Linked DNA regions of Sus scrofa: region 1 is linked to region 2. The links are chromatin contacts, called in public Hi-C maps. All regions are on one chromosome and are shown on one strand. The core of a region is the stretch at or near the end of the contact, and the rest is flanking DNA. Distances in the headings are between cores, read along the strand shown. Region 1 overlaps ARHGAP28 (rho GTPase-activating protein 28). Region 2 overlaps ARHGAP28 (rho GTPase-activating protein 28).

Region 1 (6,855 bases), core at 4,199-6,698, 130 kb after region 2:
TCCAAGCCACGTCTGTGACCTACACCTCAGCTCTGACCAACGCCAGGTCCTTAACCCACTGAGCGAGGCCACAGATCTAACCTGTGGCCTCATGGATGCCAATTGGGTTAATTACTGCTGAGCCACAACAGGAACTCCCTCTGACAATTCATTCATTAAGCCAATCCCATCCTGCAAAAAAAAATCTTGCAAACATACATATAGAAGTTACCACTACTTCTCTTACCAATTTCTCAGTACCTTCAAGCTGAACTGTTAGCCCCCTTTTACACCCTCTCTTTGCACCACACCCTACCCATATGCCAATATACCCACATCATCCAGTGATTCTCTGTCCTTTAGGAAGCAAGGCCTGTGTTCTCTCCATAGGCATAGAGCTGAACAAGACATGGTTCCCAATGGTCTTGGGCTCCCTTGTAAGCCCCTCAAGCAAAGAAACTCCATCTTGTTTAGTTGTGATACTTCACAGTGCCCTACAGAGAAGATACTCAGAAGATACATGCTAAGAAGGAAATTAAAGGAAAGAATAAATGGATGAATGAACTGAATGACCAAGAATCTAGAGGTCTCTATTTTTCAGTCAAAAATTTAATTTATTTTTCTCACACACTTACAATGTTAAAACATTATTTGGACAAAGTGGTCAATATACTGTTTCTGTTTTTGTTTTTTTTCCATCAATTAACCAGTTTGCTAAATGTGTAACTCTAATCCTTTCTTGGCCAAACCTTGGTTTGGTTTCCAGAATACTATCACATGAATTCCTAGTTCTTTCTCTCTCTCTCTCTCTCTTTCTCTCTCTCTCTCATTCCTTTAACATATGAGCTAAGACACTTTACCCAAATGTTCAGCTGACAGCACATTTGACAGCACTCATATCCATCACAAACTGAACAGGTCAAAGAACACTAGCTAAAGACTTGGCAGTTCTGAATAGCCTGGGCTCTTCTTCCACTGACTCTCTGTGACCTTGAGAAGTTACCACTCTGAGACTCAACATCCTCACTGAAAAGTGAGAGGTTGTAATTAGTGAAACCCCTGGTTCCTTTCAGTTTTACATATTCTACAGAATAAATTCTCTGTATTTTGCTTGCAAAACAGGCTTAAGTGTTAAGTGTTAGGCAGACAGTTCCCTAGTAGAAATCAAACAATCCTAAGCAGGATAGCAAAGGAAAATGGACGGGCCAAAGGAAGACAAAGCAAACTGAGCAAGAGCCACAAATAAAAATGCTTACTTCCCAATTCTGCCTGGGCCCATCATGGAGCGATGTCTCTAGATTCTGATATTGTGATGGTTTTAAGTGAAACCTGCTCCCTTGCCTAGCCCCTCTTTTATGCAACAGCCAAGGCCTGTGGGACAGCTGGATAACAATCAGGTACAATAATAAAATAAAATCACTGAAGGGTCTACAAACATTTTTACCACTTTCAGACTCTGATGAAATGATGTATTAGAATCACAAAGCCATTACTTCAGGTAAGGGAAAGCAGACACAAAACCATATACATTTTTTTCCCTCAACTTTTAAAATTATTAAGGTACTATAATCTCTAAATAAAGGCCTGTTTTGTTTGGAAATATGTCTTCAGAAATCCTGGAGATCTTTAGGGTCATTGCCATTATACAAATTTCCCTCCACAGTAATGGATGAGAGAGTGAGTTGCAAGAGAAAGGAGAAGGCAGGGGTTGGGGAGAGGGCTGGGGCAGGGTTTCTTGGCCTCCACGCCCATTTCCCTCACATTCTTGCACTATGCCATCTGATACCTCAGTTTGGGAACCTAGCCTTCCATAAAAACTCAAAAGGAAAAAAATGAGGAAATAGCCAAAACAGGTTTTTCTCCTTAAATTCTGGGTATGTGTTACTGGATTATTAAAAAACAGAGAAAATATACAACAACATGTTTCTTGGAAGTCTCTGCTTTATTTAAATTGTATTAAATTTATTCTAATTTTATATCAATATAAATAGAAGTATTAAATTCTGCACATATGATATTAATAAATTCTTCTTTCAAAAAATCTAGTTATTAATAAAGGTTCTGTTTTAAACCTGAACAACAAATAATAAAGTGCCATGGCATTCTTAAACAGTATCTAACATTTCTATTAATCGGGCTACCAATCTATAATCATCTGAAAAATAAAAATCAGTTCTGCTTATTGGACAGATTCTATTTCTTCGAAGCAAAGCTGAAAAACACATATCTTACTGATACAGTATCTTAACTTTGGTAGCTTGTTTGAAATAAAGCACTTTACTTTAGAGCTATCAAAGGCACGAAATTAGACAGCAATACACGCTGACTGCATAGACAGTGTAAATACCCAAGACATCATTCAAATAAGCAAAGTTAAACGAGAAGGGGAAAAGCGTTATTATAAAATTAGTACAGGACTGAGCCCAAATTTTGGTTAAAAATCCAGGATTATCTAATTACCTTCATTTCCAACTTAATAATAGAGGAAAAAGGAATTTAAGTGTTAGAAGAGACCCTTAGAGATCAACTAATGGAAGCCCTTCATTATCCTAATGAAGAAACCGGGCATGTAAATGAGTTTGGTTTGACCCGCGTCATTTTACCCAAAGTGCACATTAAGTGGTCTCCACCCTCCCTGGCTGGTCTCATATTCCCCAGTCTCAGCATACCAGCAACTGTGGCTACATGGCTGACCCTTTTCCTCAGGCTGGTTCTTTTGCCAAAACACTCTTCCCACTCTCATTCCTCCTCCTGACTCACGCTCATTCTTTAAGACTTCATCTAGTTATGACTCTGCCCAGATGCTTTCTTTAACCCCTTTCTCACTCTCACCAGTTTAAGCCCCAAGCGTCCGTTACACCTCCTGTACTTTTCTGAAGCACCTCATGCTATTTCTCTCAGGCATTCTTTCAACCATTCAAATCCTGAGCGTCCACTCAGGGCCGGTGAGCTAATGCTGGGGAGACACGGTTTCTGCCCTCAAGGAGCTGAACTTCAGATGTAGCTGGAACACCTGTTAACAGTCCCTCCATTCTCACTGAAGGACTACTAACCGTTTTTTGCAGGCTCAGAACCTAAGAAAGTATTTGGCACAAGGAGGCTCAATAGGTGGTTGTTCAATTTCACTTTTACTAGAAAAATCTAGAGTTACGTTCTCCCTGTTTTAATGAGTGAAATGACCCTTAAGCAAAATTTAATCTTTGAAACAACGCAGGGTATATTTACTTTCTATTAATTATCCATGCAGCTCTCAGTTTTACGTGTCACGGCATGTTTATTTATAGTCTTTACCAGTTTGATTTTTATTAATTATTCTTTACTTCATAGCATGTTACCAAGAGTTTATGTTATCCTATGACTAAAGGCTAACTTAGTAGATTCTGGGAAAGCAGATAGTATGTAAGGTCACAACAGTGTATTCCCCAACACAACCTCAATTCAAGATTTCTAATATTTCTAGGGTCAAAAAATAACAGCAAAATTATGAAAATAGCATCCTGTATTTGATGGGAATATTACCTTTACTATTATTTAATGAATTATTATTTTTTAATAATTAATTTACTATTATTTCAATAAACATGTATGTACCTGGCACTGAGTTAGGCCAGGGACACTGAGATGACTAAGATATGGTCCTGGACATCAACAAACTCTTCCTTGTTAGAAAGGTCAGCTATGTAAGTAACACTAGTAGGTAGTGGGACAAGTGCCACACTAGCAATACTAGGGGAAGGTATGAGGTAGAGAAGGTATAAAGGTGGAGGGGACCAATCTGCTTCAGGAGGAGGCAGTCAGGGAAGACTTCACAAAGGAAGTGATGCTCAGATTTTGGAAGACTTCCCTAATAGCTTCTTAACCCAAGGAGAGGTCCATTTCCATTTCACTATGTTTACTCAGCCATCATTTGTTAAGACATTACTGAGTGCCAGGCCCTTTAATGGAGGGGGTGGGGGGCAGTTAAGGGTTCAGCAATGAAGAAAACAGACAATGCTCCTGGCCCAGAAGTGCTGACAAACTATTGTAGGGCCGGTGACAAACGTTCATCCTATATGCAAAAATGCTAGCACAGAATTATAAGTAGGAGACTAAATGTGTCTCGTCTTTTAGAAATGCTAGGTTTCTTTCTTCACTTTTAGCCAATTTTCAGTTCTTTTTGCTAAGTTTTAAAAGCTCTTCCCTTCACTGTGCCTTTCTCTCTCTTGACCTTCCCATAAGCTAAGCTTTTACAAAGGGTTCAACTTGCTCCCTCTGTTTCTTTACCTCAAATTTACTCTTCAACCTACAACAGACCAGCTTACCTTTCTTCCCTCCATTAAACCCAAGCCAGCTAAGATCTTAGTGTTATCCACACTACGAATCCAGTGGACGACTTTTAGTCTTGACCTTACTGGTCATTTAGCTTCCTTGCTATGGCTGTCCACTCCTTCCGAGCCCAAGGCTTTGGCTTCCAGAATGCTCCTGTCCCTCTTAGCTTTATCAGAGGCTCCCAAACTCTGCCGCTCCCTCACTGGCACTGCTCCCTGGGTTTCCATCTTTGCTATCTCTGTAGAGACTCTATTCTTTCCTGCCACATCTCAACCAGTCCCAGTCTTAACTATCTCTCAGATACTTAAGTCTCCCAGGAATAAACAGCATAGATATATTTCAGCCTTGAGATCCCTCCCAAGCTTCCAAGATGTTCAGCCAACTATCAGCTGGGCATATACACTGAGCTCAACATTTCATAGGCTAAACTTCCCCCATCCACAATATGCTCGTCTATCAGAATTCCCAATTTAAGTTAATAACACTCCAAGACAAAAACCCAAGATTTTTTTCCTGATCTCCAGTATTCATTTAATCACCAAATCATACCCACTTCATTGCTTGTTTTCCCCATAGACTCCATTACTCTCCTCCATCCATATTGGAACCATCCTAGTCTAGGCTCTCAGCATCTTCACTTGAACAATGGCATTGGCCTTCCAAATCACTTCTCATCCCCCAAGTCATGGTGGCCCTTAAAACCATCTTTTAGACGCTAGAGAAATAAACACACAGGGGGATCCTGGAGCAGAATAAGCAAACAGTTATAAAATCACATTTTTTATTTTATGAATTTGAATTCAATAGTTCTGAAATCAGATTAAAAGAGTAATGATCTGAATTGGGTATGAGCAGAGTGGGAATGGAAGAGACAGAAGAGAGAATAAATCAGGGTAATATTTGATTAACTGAAGACAATTCCTTCTTAAGACACATTAGAAAGTCCTCTGAGTAGCCAAGTACTTCCATGAACTCTAAAGAGAATTGGTGCTAATTTTTTTACCTCCTACATTAAGAACTATTTTAGCGTCTGGAAAAGAGAAGTATCATGTTTGTTTAGGATTGGTATAATTGAAATCAGCTTCCCTTGGGCTTCTTCTAAGCAATGACTCATGTTGTTTTAGCTGGTGTTGACTCACTGCCCCGCAAAGGATGACACAGCTCTAAACAGGCAGAGCATGGCCTGCTTTTTCCAATTACACGCTCCCAGCAACTAAAGAGGTGGGAGTCCTCGGGAGTGGAACTTTCTGCAACTAAGCACAATTTTGATTTTACAAAAAACAGTTGCCAAGTCGACCTTGTAATCACTGAGTTTATAAGGGAGGAGGAAAGAAGTTAAGTTGTGGTATGCTAAAAATCACGGGGGCCAGGCAGCCTCTGTTTTTTGCAAAACAGAATCTGCGGAAACTTACAGTCAGCTCTTTTCCCATTTAATTGCTTACTCTATTGAGGTCAGAAATGTTTTTCTTTAAGATGCCAATGAAAAGTCACAGCAAGTGTGTTTCCGAGACTCTCCAAGTTACGTTTGGTGAGATAACGTGCATGGGGAGCTGGAAGAGTATTTGAAAGGAAGCAAAGGAAATGTCATGCTCATAACAGTCCCTACCTTTTCTCCAGTTCTAGACCCTTAATGTTCTCCCATCAAGGAGCTAGTTTTCCCTTCCTCCATGTTCTCCTTGCTGTTGTTCCAGAACACACTAGTCCATGCTGTGGCCTGAGAGGGCTCGGAGGTAATGGAAGCAAGTGACCAGGTGCCAGCAGAACAAATTCAGAGCCTGGCTCAGCAAGCTGGTCATTCTTTATGGGGTCTTCAGCAAGACACTTTCTTTCTTTCTTTCTTTCTCTTTCTTTCTTTCTTTCTTTCTTTGGCCATGCCCATAGCATGCAGCAGTTCCCTGGTCATCAATGGAACCTGAGCCACAGTAGCAACCCCAGCCACTGCAGTGACACCAGATCCTTAACCCATTGCACCACAAGAGAAGTCCTATACTTTGCTTCCCAGCTGTACCACAGAGATTAGTCCTTACTTATTACTGGTGTTTCAAGATGCTTAGTTCCTATTAGTAATACACTCTGGACAACCTGGTTGATTAAGAATAGTTAGAGAAGACTTTTAAAGACATGGCAGTTAGCAGAGAAGCCCCAACCACACTGTTTATATATAACTAAAATGACTGTCTCGTCTCTGTAGTTGCGGTATTCTAAAACCAAAGTTTATCAAAATGAATGCCTTGGAAGATGAACACAAGTGCCCACGCCCTGGAGGCCACTCTGATTCTGACTTCTCCAGAAGATTCAAGTTCAGACTACAACAGGCCCTGGATTTATTTCTAATCAGAAATCCTTGAAGCCCAACTTAGGTTCAGCATTTCCTGTGGGTACAAGATCACTGATAAGTAGGGACCAGGCTCAGGTTTATGGGAGACCAGGGAAGGCTTGAAGTCTGGACTGCATTGCACCACCTCGCTCAACTTATCCTAAATTTCTAAGCCACGTGTAGAACAGAACTGCTCTTCACATGGGCATGGTCCAGGACTGGCTTGTCCCTTAGTTGGCCTCAAAATCAAG
Region 2 (7,359 bases), core at 274-2,773:
TGAGGAATGGAGTACTATGGGCTCTAATTCCATCAAATGTCCTATCATATATTCATGGAGAAATCGCTTTTCTGAGCTTAATTTTCTTCATCTGGAACATAAGAAGATCCCATGAGGAGATCTCAAATTCTGAGAAGCCATAATTCTTTAAACTAAATTATCTTCATAAAGGGTAAGACATGAGCAGTCTAGAAATTTCATTTAAATCAGGGGTTTCACATTTCCTTCCCAAGGACACTTGTGAGATCTTTTGCCACTGGACTGAAGGGGGCAGCTGAGGACCAACAACCTTATATTCTATAATTTCCACAGCGGTCTCATTTACTCCTGACGTTATTCTGCTTAGGTCCTCCGTCTTTGCTTTTTTTCCTCCTACTCTTAACCTGAGCCCCGTGCCTGGCATGTGGTAGATGATCAAAATCTCTAATAGATGGAGCGAATGAAACAGAAAAGTTTAAAGAAGATTCAGGTTGTATCTTCTTTCCTGGCATCCTAGGAGAACAGCAGTGGGAACACGGAAAGGCAACAGGTTGGCTGCATGCTCAGCAGGTTGATAAGCTGTCATCTCAGTTGTCATTGTGCCATTGGAGCCCCTTCCTCTGACCCATAAGCGTTGATGACAGACTCTCAGGTCCAGACCACTTACCTGGGCTGTGTCTCTGTTGGCATCAGGCAGCGCCATGACCATGAGGTGTAAGGCTTGAAACTGTACTTTGATGTGCGGCCCTCCTAACAAGAAAACAGAAATAACCACACATTTTGAACAATGCTGATGCATCCAGGCAGCCCTTCTTGCTGGCATCTGGTGGCACAGGAGGGCCCTGACAGCTTCCAGTGGGAGAGACTCAAGTTTTATGTCCAACATCATAAATCCATTCACTTGGACAAGGGCTTCAGTCTGTCAACTCCTCCTGAGCTCCTCAGGATGCCAATGTAGAGGCAGGTGGCCAAGGAGGTCCTCAAAATAGCTCTGGATCTACATAACACTTCTCCTTGCAAAGTACTTGTTTTACTTTTATGCTACAAACAGCGAGCATGAAGTTCAATTCAGGAGAAAATAAATCTTGCTTCCATAGAAAGAAGCAGCAGCATAATTATTACGAACACAGATTCTAGAACCAGATTCAAATCCTGCGTCTATTACTTCATCACTGAGTGACCTGGGCAGGCTATTTAACCATTCATTGCTTCTATGTTATGATCTGTAAAATGGGAATAGTCACCAGACCCACCTCACTGGACTGTTAGGAAGACTGAGTTAATGTCTAGAGTGTTTCCACAAGTGCCTGTACACAGTCCCCTCTCTATGTGTATGCTCTTGTTATTATGATCAATGATGCTTATTTTGGATCTAAAATGAACATCAAGGGAAAGTGACCGTAGTTAGAGCTAAGGAGATTCTTGAGTAGTTTATTCCCTGGCAGTGACAGAAGATGGCGCCAGAGGGTTGGCCTTCTGCTACTGTGTGTTCTCAATACTGGCTCTTCCTCTTTTAGGGAGAGGATCTTAGGAATTCCATCCACAACTGGATAATCCACAACCAGCTGTGCTGAAAATGTAGGGTATATTTGAGCATGGGGCTTTGCCTGGTCTCTGTGTTCTCTTCAAAATGGTCTCAGGGTGGGGAGTTTCTGGAGGGAGGGGTTATGTTCCGCAATCTCTGGGGAGGTCTCAAGTTGACGGAAAACCTGTCAATTTACAGTCAATGGATCAAGGCAGCCAGCTGCCTATAGAGCTCCTTAGTTACAGTAGTGGAAACACTCCTGTGACAAGTGACTAGGTCACAGGAGGTCACGTGCACTCAAGTGAGGCGTAAAGGACTGGCGTATGTCACCACGTAATGAAGGAACATCTGGGAGGAGTATTTATAGGCTCACATTGTATACTTTCAGCACAATCCCCAAGTGGATTTCTAAACATTTATGTCAAATTTGTAAACAAAAATGACACAGGTCCAGGATGTTTTTGAAAATGGCTAATGCATGCTGACGTGAGTTTGCCTGATTAACAGGCGCTATCAGAAGCATAGCTCAGTACAAAGCATGTGGGGAGACATGAGACATTATTTTAATGCATAAATCGCAGACTAAGGGCTGTCTATAATTTTTCAATGGTGCCCCCAAAAAGCCTCTGGGGGGAACAATAGATGCAGAGGCAGGCTCTGTACTTGCATTAATTTCAGATCAACTGTGAAATTTCCCTTAAGACAAAAAATCTAAACTGGCAAATAATCCATTTTCATTTTATTTAGGAAACCTAGCTTTACACTGTTTTGTGGTTAATAGTTTTGCAGTTAATTCATTTACTGCATCCTAGTTAAGAGTCTTTTTTATTCCCCCTGCGGTCATTATTTTCCCAGAAAGTTATTAAACTTCTCATGAAAGTACCTCAGGTTTGATTGATGAACTCTTAGTCTTTTAATTTTATGAGCACTTTTTGGACCATGTTTGAAAAGAGAAAGTAATTATACCACTGGAAAAGACTCTACATTCCTGAACTCTGTTTCAGAGTAAAAATAGGGGCAGCTTAAACACACACATGTGCATGGTTCTTCCTTTCAGAAAATCTTGTTCCAAGGAGAGCTCACTCCAGGTGGCAAAAAAAGGCCATCTTCCCCGCTGGTAGGAGCCCAGAACTTTGGGCTTCCTGTGGGGTTGGCTGGGATGAAATCAATCGCTGCAATATAGTATTTTTTCACTTTCAAAGTCATAAAAGAAATGTGGGGAGTCCCCGTCGTGGCACAGTGGTTAACAAATCCGACTAGGAACCATGAAGTGGTGGGTTCGATCCCTTGCCTCACTCAGTGGGTTAAGGATCCAGTGTTGCTGTGAGCTGTGGTGTAGGTTGCAGACGTGGCTCGGATCCCGAGTTGCTGTGGCTCTGGTGTAGGCTGGTGGCTACAGCTCTGATTACACCCCCTAGCCTAGGAACCTCCATTTGCCGCAGGAGCGGCCCTAGAAAAGGCAAAAAAAAAAAAAAAAAAGAAAGAAAGAAATGTGGATGTGGACTCTCCTATGAACCTTTTCAGGATATATTCCAGATTTTCTCTTCTCATTGAAGTATACCGGCTTCAATCTCTGGATAATGATATTAAGAAAAACTAATTTAAATATGGTCTTCTTCTTGAATAGGATTTTCTGAATAGGTCTTTCATGGGAGATTTGACTTCTCCTTGTATAATTCCATAAGAGCAAAAGAAAAAAGAGAAACAAAAACAAAAAACATCTTCTGTGGCATCAACTTGTTTTGATGAGTTGTTGAGCACATCAAGGTAATTTCTACAGCCCATTTTCTAGAAGAGGAAACTTCACAGAAGATGCTATGTTCTTTTGACTTTATAAACAAAGGCAGGACGTTCTTCTTCTAATATGGCTGAGGAAGCTCCTCCCCAATCAATCCTCTTTAAGACCACGATAAACTCTGGACAAAGTTCAAAGGACAACCACCTGAAGCACTGGCGAATGAACAAAAGCAGGCAGATTTAGGAGAGGATTGGACACTTGGAATTAGGGAATGGCACAGGGAGAGTTTCGCTTTTTTTTTTTTTTTTTTTTTTTTTGTCTTTTTGCCATTTCTTGGGCCGCTCCCGCGGCATATGGAGGTTCCAAGGCTAGGGGTCGAATCGGAGCTATAGCCGCCAGCCTACGCCGCAGCTACAGCAACGTGGGATCCGAGCCTCGTCTGTGACCTACACCACAGCTCACGGCAACGCTGGATCCTTAACCCGCTGCGCAAGGCCAGGGATCGAACCTGCAACCTTACGGTTCCTAGTCAGATTCATTAACCACTGAGCCATGACGGGAACTCCTGTTTCTGGCTTTTAATTTGTGGTCATGCCATAGATGGTGCTACACGAGGTGCCAAAAATTCCAAAAGAAAACCATAGTTTTTCTTGCCTGGACAACTACCAGACAGGGGTCAGGATGACCACAGTCATTGGGAATTTATGGGGAGTCCTGGAAAAGAAAGGTCAAGAAATAGAAGGCCCTAAATCTAGTATAAAATCCACCCAAATCTTGGCCCACCCCATAAACTATGCCTCTGTGGAGTACCACAGGTAAGGAGTGAACAGCAAATTATCTGCTTCAATACAAAAAAACCCAAACAAACCAAGCAAAAAACCCTACTCTTTGGAGAAATATCACAGAATGCAGAGTCTCCAAAATATTCACAATGTTTTGGATTCAGCTTAAACTTACTTTGACATAAACAGTGACAATCAATAGAGACCAAGCCTCAGATGACTCAAATGTTGCAACTAGCAGACAAGGATGCTGAAGCAGCTATCATAACTGTGCCCAATGATGGAAGGGAAAATATGCTTATATTGAATGACGGGAGTTACCGTTGTGGCTCAGCAGTAATGAACCTGACCAGTATGCATGAGGACGCAGGTTCGATCCCTTGCCTTGGTCAGTGGCTTCAGGATCCGGTGTTGCTGTGAGCTGTGGTGTAGGTTGCAGATGCAGCTTGGATCCCACATTGCTGTGGCGTAGCCCGTCAGCTGTAGCACCGATTCGACCCCTAGCCTGGGAACCTCCATATGCTGTAGGTGTGCTCCGCCCAGGCAAAAAAAAAAAAAAGAAAAAAATGAAAAGATAATGCAATCGCAGCAGGTAAATAAAAAATAGTTTAACAGTAGCAACTGGACATTCTGTAACTGCAAATATACAATATCTGAAATAAAAAAAAGAATGAAAATAATTCATTGTTTCTCTTAAACATATTATAGTACATATTATTATTATTATTATTTTATTTTTTGTCTTTTGCCTTTTCTAGGGCCGCTCCTGTGGTATAGTACATATTAAAAAGAAAAGAGATACAGGTCACAGCATGTCAGTTAAAACTTAGATAAGGACTCTGTCTTATATTCTCTTCTCTGAAGACACATATGGTTATTTTACGGATCTTGTTCAGTAAAAATTTCAAAGATCTAGAACCTACTAATTTTTAGGACCAATTCTGACATACAACTTAGAATCTGACTATTATTTTCTTTCATTGTGGTTTTAAAGATTCAATAGTTCTGGTCAACCTGCAGAAGAGTGCAAACTGGCAGATACAGATAACGCCTATTAGGCTCATATAGTGTTTTCAAATTTGAACTTCTGGCTGATATTTTCAAATTAAGAGCTTTTGCACTAAAGCTTGGATTTGGCTCCCATTCTGCATGGTACCATCACCTACAGCTGAGCAGTGGCCAGCCTCTTCATACGAGATACAGCCTCCTAGTCTGGCCACAGTCCCTTTTCTGTCCATACAGAACCACCCATTACTTAATGTGCTTATACATATTTAGGCTTGTGATGCCTGCATTCCTCAGGTGAGTACTCCATTCTACTTTGCTAAATTTCTCTTGTCACACCTTCTACAATATTCAATCTTTAGGCTGAGGCCATGCCAAATTATTCCTTGACTGCCAAATTCAACATACACTGTCCAGTTTCTATGCTTTTATTCAAGGACCCCCCTAAAGCCTCATCTATGTGACTTTGTAACTTTCAGAAACACTATTCCATACTGCAATTTTCAAAGACAAAACACCTTCTGTGCAGCACTTATTGCATGCTACATTATCAGACCCAGGACCTCGGATTTAAGGATGGGAGAAATCTTAGAATTTTTGAAGGACTATTCTATACCAGACAGTATCCTAGATGTCTTCATTCAATACCCACAACGACCCTGACAAGCAGTTATTATCTGTAATTTACAGGTGCAGCAATGAAGCTCAGAAAGGGTGACTGCATGGGTAACAGATGGTTGAGCAGGAATTTGCATTTCAAGAGCCTTGGTCTGTCTGTAACCCTCTCTGCCACTTAATGATTATAAAACCCTCTAAATCAAATCTACGAGACTTAGATATATAAACATATAAAGACATGACTATTTACCATCAAACGTGGTATTTCACCAAGAATGACCAGGAAATAGCAAGTCTATACATTTAAGATCATATCTGATTAGGCATCTTTCCTCTGCTCTGTGTCATTTTATTGATAAGACTTATCTTAGTCTATTCACACTTAACTTCTTCCACCTACTTTCCATTAGAGTGATGAAGGCAGGTATATATTCCACAGGGAAGAGAGAGGTGGGTAGTTCTCTGAAAAATGCTTTCAACATCACTGCAGCTTCTCTATGGCACATTTTGTCCCATTTAAATTTATCAGCATTAAACTTGGCATCCAGTTCTTCACGGTATTGCTGAAAATCAAGGACAACAGTCAACATTCGATGAGTGTTACCACTTGATGCCCCTCTTCCCCTTTAGTTATTACATAAATTACTTTTATAATTAGATTGAAAAACCAATATCTACTAAGCTTATCTTTTTTCGACATGATTCAAGAAGTGAAATATCTACTCCTGAATGTATTTTTTAAAAAACAGTTTTCTAAAATCCTTTTGGAATAATGTTAATCTTGAAGTAATTTGTCATCTACACAAGTACAAAAATTTCTTTACTTAGAACACAGTTTCATTGATATGGTTTTGGCAGAATACTGCCTATCCCCACATCATAAATGCACTGCTAGATTTTGAGAAAGTTTTCATTTCCTTTTTTTTTCCCCATGATCACTTCCCTCTGCCATCTTGTCTTTTATTTCTAAATTAGAATAAGAATATATGCCTCTTGGCTAGTTCACATACGGAATGAGAACTATCCCAACCCAGGAGCTCTGACCTCACTGCAACACACAGACCAGTGACATCTTCCTGGAGCAATTAAGCAAAGTCTTATGCCAAGATGTATACGTGTCTTCCAAATGTCTGCATGCCTGCCCAATCCTTCATAACGTTTGGAACACTATGTAAATACTTTGAAAAAAAATCATTAAACGTCTAGGTGTTACTTGGATTATACATTTTACATTATGAATTCTTTTGATGGCCAGTGTCACCCATTCCATTGCTCTCTTGAACTACAGAGTTCACCAATAATACCGGGCAGTTACAGTCAGTTCCCCAACTGACAATAACTGTTTCAAAAAGGATATTTAGAAAAAGAACTCTGAAAACCCTCAGTTTCCTGAAGTCCTCTGCTTTATTCTCATGAGAAGCTTAGTCTCCCAGCCTTGAACTTGTCCAACCAGTTGGTGTGCACCTCTGACCTTTTCCTCCCAAGGAGCAACTCACTAACCAGCCCAGACAGAAATGCTCCCATGGCTCCAGAGCCTGCAAAACAGGCCACACCCTTGCAGGATACGTCTCCTACAGAAACGGAGACAGGGACATGAGTCCATGGTCATCCTTCAGTCCCTACTGATGACGTCAAAAGAAGATTTTCGTCTTGAGAAGCTGTCAATCTAACAGGAATAATACAGCCCATCAAACAATCCTTTGTTGATAAAT

The links. A called contact is a pair of places that touch in the nucleus more often than the background predicts.
Region 1: a Hi-C map of embryonic fibroblasts shows a contact between it and region 2, with 2.0 times the contacts expected there. The contact joins two enhancer-like sites. A contact is called at or near these places in 5 of 47 Hi-C or Micro-C datasets (alveolar macrophages, embryonic fibroblasts, fetal skeletal muscle and 2 more) and 1 of 2 datasets of contacts at active chromatin or transcription factors (skeletal muscle).

The regions. Positions count from the first base shown.
Region 1 is chr6:100,642,168-100,649,022 of Sscrofa11.1, forward strand. The region is part of intron 1 of ARHGAP28 (rho GTPase-activating protein 28); the gene reads right to left. Among named protein-coding and RNA genes, the nearest start is that of ARHGAP28, 35 kb to the right of the region's middle. Within about 2 kb of position 5,449, at least 17 of the 83 cell types and tissues checked have an H3K27ac peak or open chromatin away from gene starts, as enhancers often do. A contact at or near this core is called in embryonic fibroblasts, where this site is marked.
Region 2 is chr6:100,514,713-100,522,071 of Sscrofa11.1, forward strand. ARHGAP28 (rho GTPase-activating protein 28) reads right to left here. Exons shown (of 20, transcript XM_021096082.1): 13 at 6,048-6,210; 14 at 647-729. Among named protein-coding and RNA genes, the nearest start is that of ARHGAP28, 160 kb to the right of the region's middle. Within about 2 kb of position 1,524, at least 5 of the 83 cell types and tissues checked have an H3K27ac peak or open chromatin away from gene starts, as enhancers often do. A contact at or near this core is called in embryonic fibroblasts, where this site is marked.